3 separate regions of the Zea mays genome follow, and all the other regions are linked to region 1. A link is a contact called in public Hi-C data. All regions are on one chromosome and are shown on one strand. The core of a region is the stretch at or near the end of the contact, and the rest is flanking DNA. Distances in the headings are between cores, read along the strand shown. Region 1 holds the start of LOC100194080 (sulfiredoxin, chloroplastic/mitochondrial). Region 2 holds the start of LOC103638008 (26S proteasome regulatory subunit 6A homolog). Region 3 holds the start of LOC103638009 (Telomere-associated protein RIF1).

Region 1 (3,328 bases), core at 460-2,959:
AGTACCTGCTATTTCTTTATGTGGTTTTGGGTATGGACATACACATTATTCATGATCATATTTTTATTATCAGTTTGTTATTTACTGTTCATGATAAGATCATTATGTTAATTAGAACATGGAGCAACCACCCAGGAAAACAGTGCTACCACAAGGTTACTATGGGACGCACTTGGCTGACTAATTAGGAAAGCTAGTGGATTATTACCTTAACCGAAAGGGACATGGGCAGTAGGGGAGTGGTCAGTGTAGGGAGGTCCTTGGGTTGATTTTGCTGCGATTGTGGTCAGGTGAGGGATCCATGTATTGGAGCTTCTTAGAAACTGTAGCGGTTATCTGAAGCTAGTGGAACTTTGTAAAGGCCTCGTGGTGTTACCCTGCCTCGCTTCCTTGGTAGAGGTGTATGGAAAATCGCGATCCCTTGGGAGATGGGTAACATGACTTGTGGGTAAAGATGTGCAACCTCCGCGGAGTATAAAACTGGTATATCAGTCGTGCTCACGGTTATGAGCGTCTCGGACCCTCACATGATTAATTTATGGAATTAAATTCAATTTGTCATTTGCATCGCATTAGGGTTTATTACTATTTTGATCTATTATCACTCTGGTTTGGTATTTACTTATATTTAGTAACTGCTAATAAAATTTGACCAACTTATTAAAAGCAATGCTCAGCTTTAACCCTTATTTATTGATTAGCCTTACACTTCACATGAACTCCCACCTTTGGTGAGTTCATGCACATTATTCCCACAACTTGTTGAGCTATGATCTTTTGTGAGCTCACTCTTGCGACATATAACCCCCCACAGGTGAAGAGCAGGTGGTCCAGGAAGAGCCCTATAATGAGGAGTACGAGTTGATCTAGGTGGCGTCTCCTAGTCAGCTTGATGGCGCCAAGGAATAATATTAGCATTTTATTATTATCATTTATTTTTGTAAGACTTCCACTATGTAATAATGATACTTGTGATATTTATCTCTATACACTTTTTTATTATATGTGATGTTTTTTTGGTGCACATATGAGATGCACCCGACTTTATTCCTTAAATCCGGGTGTGACACATGGGTCTAGAACAGAGGAGGGACGGTACCCCTGTAGGACCCTCTTTGTTGTATGTGGATTTTCGAACCGTACGACCATAAGGTTCGAACCATATGTAGGAGGTACAATATCCGTGCATGAATCTCTCTTCGGGCTCATAGACCGTTCGGACCATAGGTCCGAACTGTCTAGGAGAGGGACAATATCCCCACATAAACCTCTCTATAGGTTCGCAGCCGACCATATAGTCTAGACCTTCTGATGGAGGTACAATATCATGCAATAAATCTCTGTGCGAGTTTACGGACCAGACCCGGACCATGAGAGGAGGGATATCGTTTTTCCTCTTTAGTGTATGCATAACGTTTCACTTATGATTTAGCTGATTTTTAGCATTAGCATTCATTTCATTTTTAGATACTGAAGTATACTTTAGATTAGGAATAGTGTTAGGTGTCTGTCTGTCTCCTACTCTCCTTACTTGGAAAATCGATCTACTCGATGTTGTACATGCGTGACGCTCGAATCATGCCATTTCTGTGCTGATCGGCCCATTTGCTCTAACATCTAGCCCAGATAACTCTTGTGGTACACATCGACGCGACACTCTGACACGCTACGGCCTCTCGGCGGGGCCCGGCAACAGACCGGGCAGCAGCACGGCAGCCATGGCGTCGAGTTCGACCCTGGATTTGGCGATGGGCCCCGGCGCCCTCCTCCCCCGCAGCGCGGTCCCGTACGCCTCCTTCGCTCCAGGAAGGGGAAGGAGCGCGAGCGGAACGAGGAGCAGGAATCTGGCGCTCTCCGCTTCCTCCTCCAACGGTACTTGCATGATCCCCTTTTGTTAACACCTCTGATGAGGGAAGGCTGAAAAGTAGAGGAGAAGGAAGAAGGAGACGTGGAGAGGAAGATAGGATGGCGGCGTGTAGCTGTAGCTATCTGTTTTCCCGTGCGTTTCCCTTCCTTGTCCAGGGTTTAATACTAATTATTAGGTTGTCTCTACTCTAAATTTCGTCCTCTAAAGAAATATTCTTTATCCTTTACAACACTTTATAAAAGATTTCGTTCTCTATATCTAGACTTTCTCTAGCAATATCCTCTAAATTTCGTCCTTATCACATTTTCCATATTTTCACTAATATTATTAACCACAAATTTCTACCCAGTTATTTTCAATGTATTTCTAACTGAAATAAAAAAAAGAGAAAACGCTACAGACGGTGTGCATGCTCATCCTGCTGGTGATCTGTTGCTCGCTCTGCTTCATCTCGTTGGTGGCTGCGCGCGCTTGGGTTCCTCGCCGGCAGCCGGCAGCCATGCGCGCTCCTCCTCAACGCTGGCACCTGCACTCTTCTCCATGTCGACGACTGTGCTGTCTCCTTCTCGCCGGTGGCCGCGTGTGCTCCTGCTTCTTGCGGTGGCCGCACGCTCTGCTCCACGTTGGTTGTATGCTCTCCTCATCGGCGGCCGCACGACCTCCTTCCTTTTCCGGTGATATGGCGCGTGCGGCCTCCACCTTGTGATCTGGTGCACGTTCCTCCTCGGCAGCGGCGGCCGCTGTGATAGCGGATGCACAGGAAGACACTAAATGTAGCGGCCAAAGGACACCCTCTATCTTTTAGTGGATGAAATAGCGGTCGTTGTTGGGCGCCTTCAAACGAGTGAAGACGCTAAATATAGAGGACAGAACCATATACCGATCCTTGTTGGAGGCAGTCTTACAGACGCGGCCCAAATACGGCCATGTTACACGGCCCATTCTGGACCGGATATGCGAATGCTGGCTTTCCTCACGCGACGCGCCCTTCCTTCTGAAGCTGTGTTCTCAGTGGTTGTATCCTTCTTCTTCTCCGTAGTGTCCTTCTGGGAAGCGTTGCTCACATTCCCCTCCTCTTCAGACACCGCTTGCCCCCAAGCGGGTGCATGAGGAAACTTGGCCTTTAGAGCTTCGGCGTCCTCCCAGGTGGCCAGTGTAGGATCCAGGCCTGACCAGCGCGTTTTCACTTGTGCGACCATGGCGCCACCGCGCTGGATCAATCGACGGTCGAGCAGTTGTACTGGAACCTGTAAAACATGGTCAGCAGATGGTAAAACCGGAATCACAGAATGCTGCCTTCCTACTGACGCCTTGAGTTGTGATACATGAAAGACCGGGTGGATGGTGGCATGTTCGGGTAACTGCAGGCGGTATGCGACAGAACCAATGCGTTGCAGAACAGTATAGGGCCCGAAGAACTTGAAAGCCAATTTCTGATTGGAACGGGTAGCAACAGATGAC
Region 2 (3,260 bases), core at 446-2,945, 260 kb before region 1:
ATTATTTCGCTTGAATCCCCTACCAGCCCAAGATTTTTATATACGAGGGAGTATAGAGACACGCTCCGACGCTCGCGAGATTATTGACATTATGAAACACGACAGAACTGGTTTCGACGAAATGGAGACCTAGGTGAGGGCTTTGACATTTTAGAGGCGCAGACGACGAACAAACGCTGGTATGGAATTGATATAGTCATTAGCTGCCGCGAATAAGTATTTAGTTGCTTGAGCTCACGTCGTTTGCTACACCGCGGACCGCGCCGGCTGAGCTGGTCGGGCTCTTCTGCCACGACGCCGTGTAGCAGCGGAAGCGCACGCTGGTGGCCGCGTCCGCGGTCGCCGCGGCGGCGGCCGAGTTCGTGAGGGTGGCCAAGAAGCAGAGGCAGCTGGCGCTGTCGTCGCTCGACACGCTCCCAACGAGTGCCTCTTCGAGATCCTGCGCCGCGTGCTCGTGCGGCCACGGCCGCGGCTGCGGCGCCTCCGCCTGCGTCACCCGCCGCTGGCTCACGCTCCTCGGCAGCATCCGGGCCTCCGAGCAAACATGTCTCCCGCAGTGCATCGTGAAGTTGTACCACACGGTGAGGTCCTTCGTCCTGCTCACAGGCAACGAGGACTTCCGCATCAAAAAGTGCAAGACCATTTGGCCGGTCCCCGCAGACATAGAGAAGATGCTATGCCGCACTCTCGCGAAGAACAGAGATGGTTTGGTCGGCGGCCAGGAGTCCATTCGACCAGGAGTCCATTCAGTACAGGGATGTGGCAAACTGAAACAAAAACATCTCTTTCTGTGTGTCAACCTCTCTCTGACACTATCCCTACCATTCACAATCACACCACCCCTTGTCATGCATCAGATTAATGGACAAGAGTCAAGCAGCTGAATGTCAATCCTAATCAATCCAAGACAAACCCCAAGCAAGAAGTGAAAAATGACGATAGAAAGTCTCTAATGGTATGTACAGGTTAAATGTTCTTGGAAAAGCCCCTGAAGCCTTGGATCAGCAGGCAGAACCCCTGCCCCGACGCCCCACCGGCTGCCGCCTTCTGCCGCCGACCGGTCGGCGTCACCGGCAGCTTGTCCGGCTCATCTCCGTCGCGTAAGCAACCGTCGACTGTCCACAACTTTGCCTCTGACGCGCCGCGCGCCTGGAACGTGAACACGACGCAGGAGGAAGACGAGTGCGGCAACTCGACGGCGGGCGCGTGGGCGTGGAAGAGCCAACCGTGCAGGTCCCACGTCATGTCGACGGGGGCGCCGCCGTCGAGGAAGATGGTGTGGCAGCCGCGAAAGTTCCAACGGAGCCGGCGGAGCTGCACGACCCTGAGGCCGTCGATGGTGACCCAGGTGACGTCGATGAGTAGCTCCTTCCCGCGAGCCGCGAGCGGTACGTGGTGGTCACTCCGCAGCCGCAGCTTGCCGCCGCCGTAGTGCCGCCCTGGCTCCGCGGCACCAGCTCCCGCACCTCCCGGGCGGCCGCCGCGACGTCCCGCAGGAGGTTCTCGAACGCATCGTACCTGTTCTCGTCGCCCGTGGAGACGGTGATGTGCGCGAGGCCCGCGTGGAGCCGGTTGAGTCGGTCCCTGATGAGCTGCCACTTGAGCGGGAACAACGTCGCCGATAAGGAGGCAGAGCTCAGCCGGCGCCGTCCGCGGTGTAGCAAACGACGTGAGCTAAAGCAACTAAATCCTTATTCATGGTAGCTAATGACTAGATCAATTCCATATTAGCGTTTGTCCGTCGACTGCGCCTCCAAAATGTCGAAGCCCTCGTCTACGCCTCTATTTTGTCGAAAGTTGTGCCGTGTTTCATAATGTCAATAATCTCGACGGCTCGCGACAGAGGGAAAAAAACTCAGAAACCCAACTCGCTCGTTCCCGCAACTCGCATCTTCTCGTCGACAGCTCCAACTCCGGAACCCTTGTCGCCGGCGCCGGCGATGTCGTCATCTACCGCCCCCGCCCCGGCGGCGGCGATGGCCGTGGACGATGCGGAGGACGACCAGCTCGCCTCCATGTCCACGGAGGACGACATCCGGGCCTCCCGCCTCCTCGACAACGAGATCCGCGTCCTCAAGGTGAGCGAGCCCAGTCTTAGATCGGAACCTCGCGGTTTTGGAACCCTCGTTTGTTCGTCGTTAGGGTTTGCGTCTGATCTGTTGGACTTGTTTGGTTTTTTCCGGCGGTACCCAGGACGAGTTGCAGCGGACGAACCTGGAGTTGGAGTCGTTCAAGGAGAAGATCAAGGAAAACCAGGATAAAATTAAGCTCAACAAACAGCTACCCTACCTCGTTGGCAATTTCGTTGAGGTTCAGTCTCCTTCCATTCGATAAAATCCCTGCGTGTGATTGTTGCCCTGGGTTAATTTGAGGCCAGGGAAGTGAATAGGTGAAAATGATTTGGTCTATAATCACATGATTTGGTGTGACAGCATACTTAACTGCTTGTGCTATTATATTATGTTTGTTCATTTATAATTTCATGTTATACACACCAATGCCGCACGTAATCAGGAACAGAGCACACTTTCCTCTTGTGCAGACACTTCAAATTAGTTAGCGTAGTTTGTCTTTAGTACACCATTGGTTCTTTAATTGAGTAACCGTGGTCTGGCTAAGTATCCAGAGATTCATAAACTTGGAACTTGATAACTGGTTTATAACCAACTACCTTAGCTTCCAAAATTTCGAGTCTCTGAGTCGTATACAATAATTTTTGAACATTTGATGGTTTGAACATTTTGTTTATGAGTTACTCATATATGACTTGCCCTTTTCTCAACTGTTCTAGATCTTGGAAATGAATCCTGAGGATGAAGCTAAGGAGGATGGTGCTAACATTGATTTAGATTCACAAAGGAAAGGAAAATGTGTTGTTCTGAAGACCTCCACAAGACAAGTGAGCAATCTGTTCTCTGCTCATCAGGGTCATGTCTCTTTTGCTGTTCTTTTTTTGTGTGTCCATATACTGTATACAGTCCACTTTCTAAATCTTTGACCACTAATATGCATACAACATGAAGATTTATCACATGAAAATATAGTACAGGAGATTCTAGGTCAAAAGTACAACCAACAATTTTGTTGCTGCTAACATGTGAAAAAGGTAGCAAAGGGTATGTATTGGGTACCCAGGACAATTAGTCATATAAGACATTTGGGTTATGTTTGTACTACTTTTGATCCAGGTAGTCATTTTTTTTGTTTAAAACCATAACTTATTAGGTATTGACACATTGTCATGTCTGACCCTAATAACA
Region 3 (3,448 bases), core at 448-2,947, 400 kb before region 1:
TATGGGTTGGGGTGGATTAGACCCCCATTAGCAGGCTTATTCCAATATGATTCTTTGGGAGTCGGGTCCAACTGTTAGTTCATTCTCATAATGAAAATGGACGTGAGATAGATTCAGGTTCTTGTCTCGGACACATGAGATGGATTCACGTAGTTTGCTTATTATTATTGATTATTCTACTATTTTTGCCTTCTACAATTCTTCCTACTGGCAGGAGTATTTGGAATTCTAGAGTATTGTTCCCATCCAGATAGATTATCTCTGCCTAATAAATTCTGCCCATTGATTATTGCAGTAAGTTGCAGTCCGAGGTTCTCAAGGATGCCATCTCCCAGATAGTTCAGGATGCCAATAAGAATAGGAAGTTCACTGAGACTGTTGAGCTTCAGATTAGTCTGAAGAATTGTAATCCACAAAAGGACAAGCGCTTCAGTGGCTCTGTTAAGTTGCCTCACATCCCTCGTCCAAAGATGAAGAGGGCTGTGGCGATGACGAGGGCTGTGGCGATGGAGATGCCAGCGGCAAGCGCTTGACCAAGGAGATTTACGCTCGTCTGTGCCGATCCACCCTCTTTGATGCCGGCAGAAAGGTAAACTCATTTGGTCATTCCTCCATGGAGGTATTATGCTTGTTTGTTAGGGCCGATCTACTGTGGATGCGATTCTGTTATTAGCCTCGTATTTGCTTGAAATTGTCTATTTTTCTTAATAGCCATCCATGCTGTCTATTTTAGGAATTCTGGATTATGAAGAACAAGGGAGCCCTTTGCATAAGTATATCATCAAAGGCAATGACTATTACCAGGATAGATGATCGGAGGTACTGGAGCCACCTCGCCACAGGGGAATCAAGGTACTTCTTTTCTTTAAGGCTGTTATTTTGTATAGCTTCTCCTTGATATGTGTATCCCATTTCCTTTATATTTCTTATTACTGCAACTACTTTAAAGTTTCAATTTTAGTTCAGGTTTTGCAGCATCATATTGTCGCAGTAAACAACCATGGCATGCTGGAGAGGCTGGTGAAGCTCGAGTAGAAGCTAATGCAGCCAAGTCGCCTTAGCGACGCCGTTGGCGACGACGCGGTACTCAGCCTCTGCACTAGATCGAGAGACCGTCAGCTATCGCTTGCTGGACCAGGAGATGAGACAGACACCGAGGAACACGACGTATCCTAACGTGGAGCGATGAGTGTCCGGGCTCTCGACCCAGTCGGCATCTGTGTAGATAGTCAGCGTGTGCGGCGAGGAAGCACGAGCTACGAACAACTCGAGGTCGACGGTGCCGTGCAGATAGCGAAGGATGCGCTTGACGGCGGTGAGATGCGGCTCCCGAGGATCATACATGTAGAGGCAGACTTGTACCGCATAAGTGATGTTCGGACGGGTGAAGGTGAGATACCGCAAGGCACCGACCAGGTTGCGGTACAACGTCGACTCTGGAACCGGTGAGCCATCGGAGGAGAGCTTGGCCTGAGTGTTCATCGAGGTACTGCAAGGCTTGCACGCAGTCATGCCAGCGCGCTCCACAATCTCGAGGGTATACTGTCGTTGAGTGAGAACAAGGGACGAGCACAATATAACATATATTTTATATATAAGTTATCTTATTATTATATGTTCCCGTTGCAACGCACGGGCACTCATCTAGTAATACTAGAAGAAAATAAAAATGAACTAAACGGCAACGCTCTTCTTTCCCGAAAACAACTCAAACTGTCGTGTAATCGTGTTGTAAAAAAAAAAAGTCATGCTGTCATGTCCAGAACCTATACTACCGAAATGCAATGCGCGCGCGAACGCGTCACTTCCCTTCGCGCCAAAAGCAAAACCCTAGATCTCCACCTTCATGGAGCCGCCGCCGATGGACAGACAGGTGGCGGAGATTGCCTCGGAGCCCGACCGCGCCGCCGCGTACGCACGGTTGCTTCTCCTACAGCGCGGCTGCGCCGACGACGCCTCCTCCGCCGCCGAGCTCGCCGCGGAATTACCTTCCACCCTCCTCCCGCTCCTCCTCCGCGACGCGGCCGCCGATGACGAGGCCGTCGCCGCTTCTGCGCTCAAGTGCCTCGGCTTCGCGCTCTACCACCCCGTCCTCGTTTCTACTATTTCAGGTACTGTACTATTAGTTCTATGTGCTCGCATTTCTTCTGTTAAATATATCGGTGTAGGTTGACCAATATCTAGATTAGTGAACCAATTCAGCCTGGTGGGGTTAGCTTCTTCTGTTAATAAGGTTACATTGCTTCCGTTATGAAGTATATTACCCTCCAACTGTTTGCTGTATGATCAAAACTTAAAGGTTTTGCACTCGCAGACTCGCTTGAATCCGAACTCCACCAGCGTGTTTGGCATTTGTAATTCATTTTTTACTTCCTACTGTTGCTTGACAATTAACCTGAGCTCCTTCCATTTTGGAATGTTATTCGTTCTGTTTTTTCGACTATCACTTCTATTGCCAATATATTTAATCCCTTGGGTTTGTCCTTCTGAAAACCTGACTTGACGCGGTCCTCCTCATTTTTTTATACATGCCATACTGTTGAAATTGTTTTAAATAACCCAGCTAAAAATATATTTTCTTATTTTACAGCACAGATGACCCAATTGGTATTGGATACCTTGGTACATATAATCATGAGCACTCGGATGAAGGTTGATCCGGCTGACCATTTTTTCCTTTTCAAGATCTCAAGGTGCTAATTTTGTATGCAGAATGCATATTTGATCTTTTAGTATTTGATTCCCTTTTTTTCTGTTAATTATTTTACTACAGTCTGCTTGCAATTTGGGTGTCTGGTGCTTCTCGGTTCAACAACTGAACCCATTGATTATAGAGGATAGAGCAGATCCAATGCTTATTGCTATTGTTCATGCGCTCGACAATCCATTTGGTTCCTTGTCCACAACATTTGAGGCAGCTCAGGTTGTTTGGCACACCTAAACTCTGTTGTATTTCATCGCCTTTTTCTATGTTTTTGAAGGATTTCAATGTACTGGCTGCAGCTGAATTGTTCATGTAACTACATCCCACTTGCTTAGCGGTGTTTATTACAAAATAACCATACGCTTTCACGATGCTTCTAATTTCACATGAAGTTACCTCTAATCGTGCAAAAGTCTTACTTTTCTCCTTTTTTCTCTTCCTTTATCATCTATCATATTATGCTGCAATTTAGAACAGTGCCTTGAAAAACTTCTGCTGCAGGCTATCATGAAGCTTGGTGGTCAAAGTCCCAAAAGAATGAGGGACCTATCAAGCTTGTGGGTTCCACCAGTATACCGGAGACTCTTAAGTGCTGACAAGGCAGAAAGGGACATGGTAGAAAGGTGCCTTATTAAGGTGTCATGTGTTATTCTACCACCTCAACCTCTCCTTTCCAAGGTAATTAAAAGATCGCTGTTAGATGACGCTTTAGCACTATTAGAAGAAACTCATATGAATCTGTAG

Evidence for each region. A called contact is a pair of places that touch in the nucleus more often than the background predicts.
Region 2: a Hi-C map of leaf shows a contact between it and region 1, with 5 times the contacts expected there. The contact joins the promoter of LOC103638008 here to the promoter of LOC100194080 in region 1. A contact is called at or near these places in 10 of 25 Hi-C or Micro-C datasets (bundle sheath, ear, endosperm and 3 more).
Region 3: a Hi-C map of leaf shows a contact between it and region 1, with 6 times the contacts expected there. The contact joins the promoter of LOC103638009 here to the promoter of LOC100194080 in region 1. A contact is called at or near these places in 2 of 25 Hi-C or Micro-C datasets (ear and leaf).

Annotation. Positions count from the first base shown.
Region 1 is chr9:16,518,764-16,522,091 of Zm-B73-REFERENCE-NAM-5.0, reverse strand. It overlaps LOC100194080 (sulfiredoxin, chloroplastic/mitochondrial), which reads left to right and starts at 1,709. Exons shown (of 5, transcript NM_001309893.1): 1 at 1,709-1,872. The coding sequence starts at 1,719.
Region 2 is chr9:16,776,113-16,779,372 of Zm-B73-REFERENCE-NAM-5.0, reverse strand. It overlaps LOC103638008 (26S proteasome regulatory subunit 6A homolog), which reads left to right and starts at 1,695. Exons shown (of 10, transcript XM_008661008.4): 1 at 1,695-2,078; 2 at 2,194-2,310; 3 at 2,792-2,899. The coding sequence starts at 1,815.
Region 3 is chr9:16,921,947-16,925,394 of Zm-B73-REFERENCE-NAM-5.0, reverse strand. LOC103638009 (Telomere-associated protein RIF1) reads left to right here and starts at 1,697. Exons shown (of 9, transcript XM_008661009.3): 1 at 1,697-2,111; 2 at 2,591-2,652; 3 at 2,774-2,923; 4 at 3,206-3,382. The coding sequence starts at 1,847.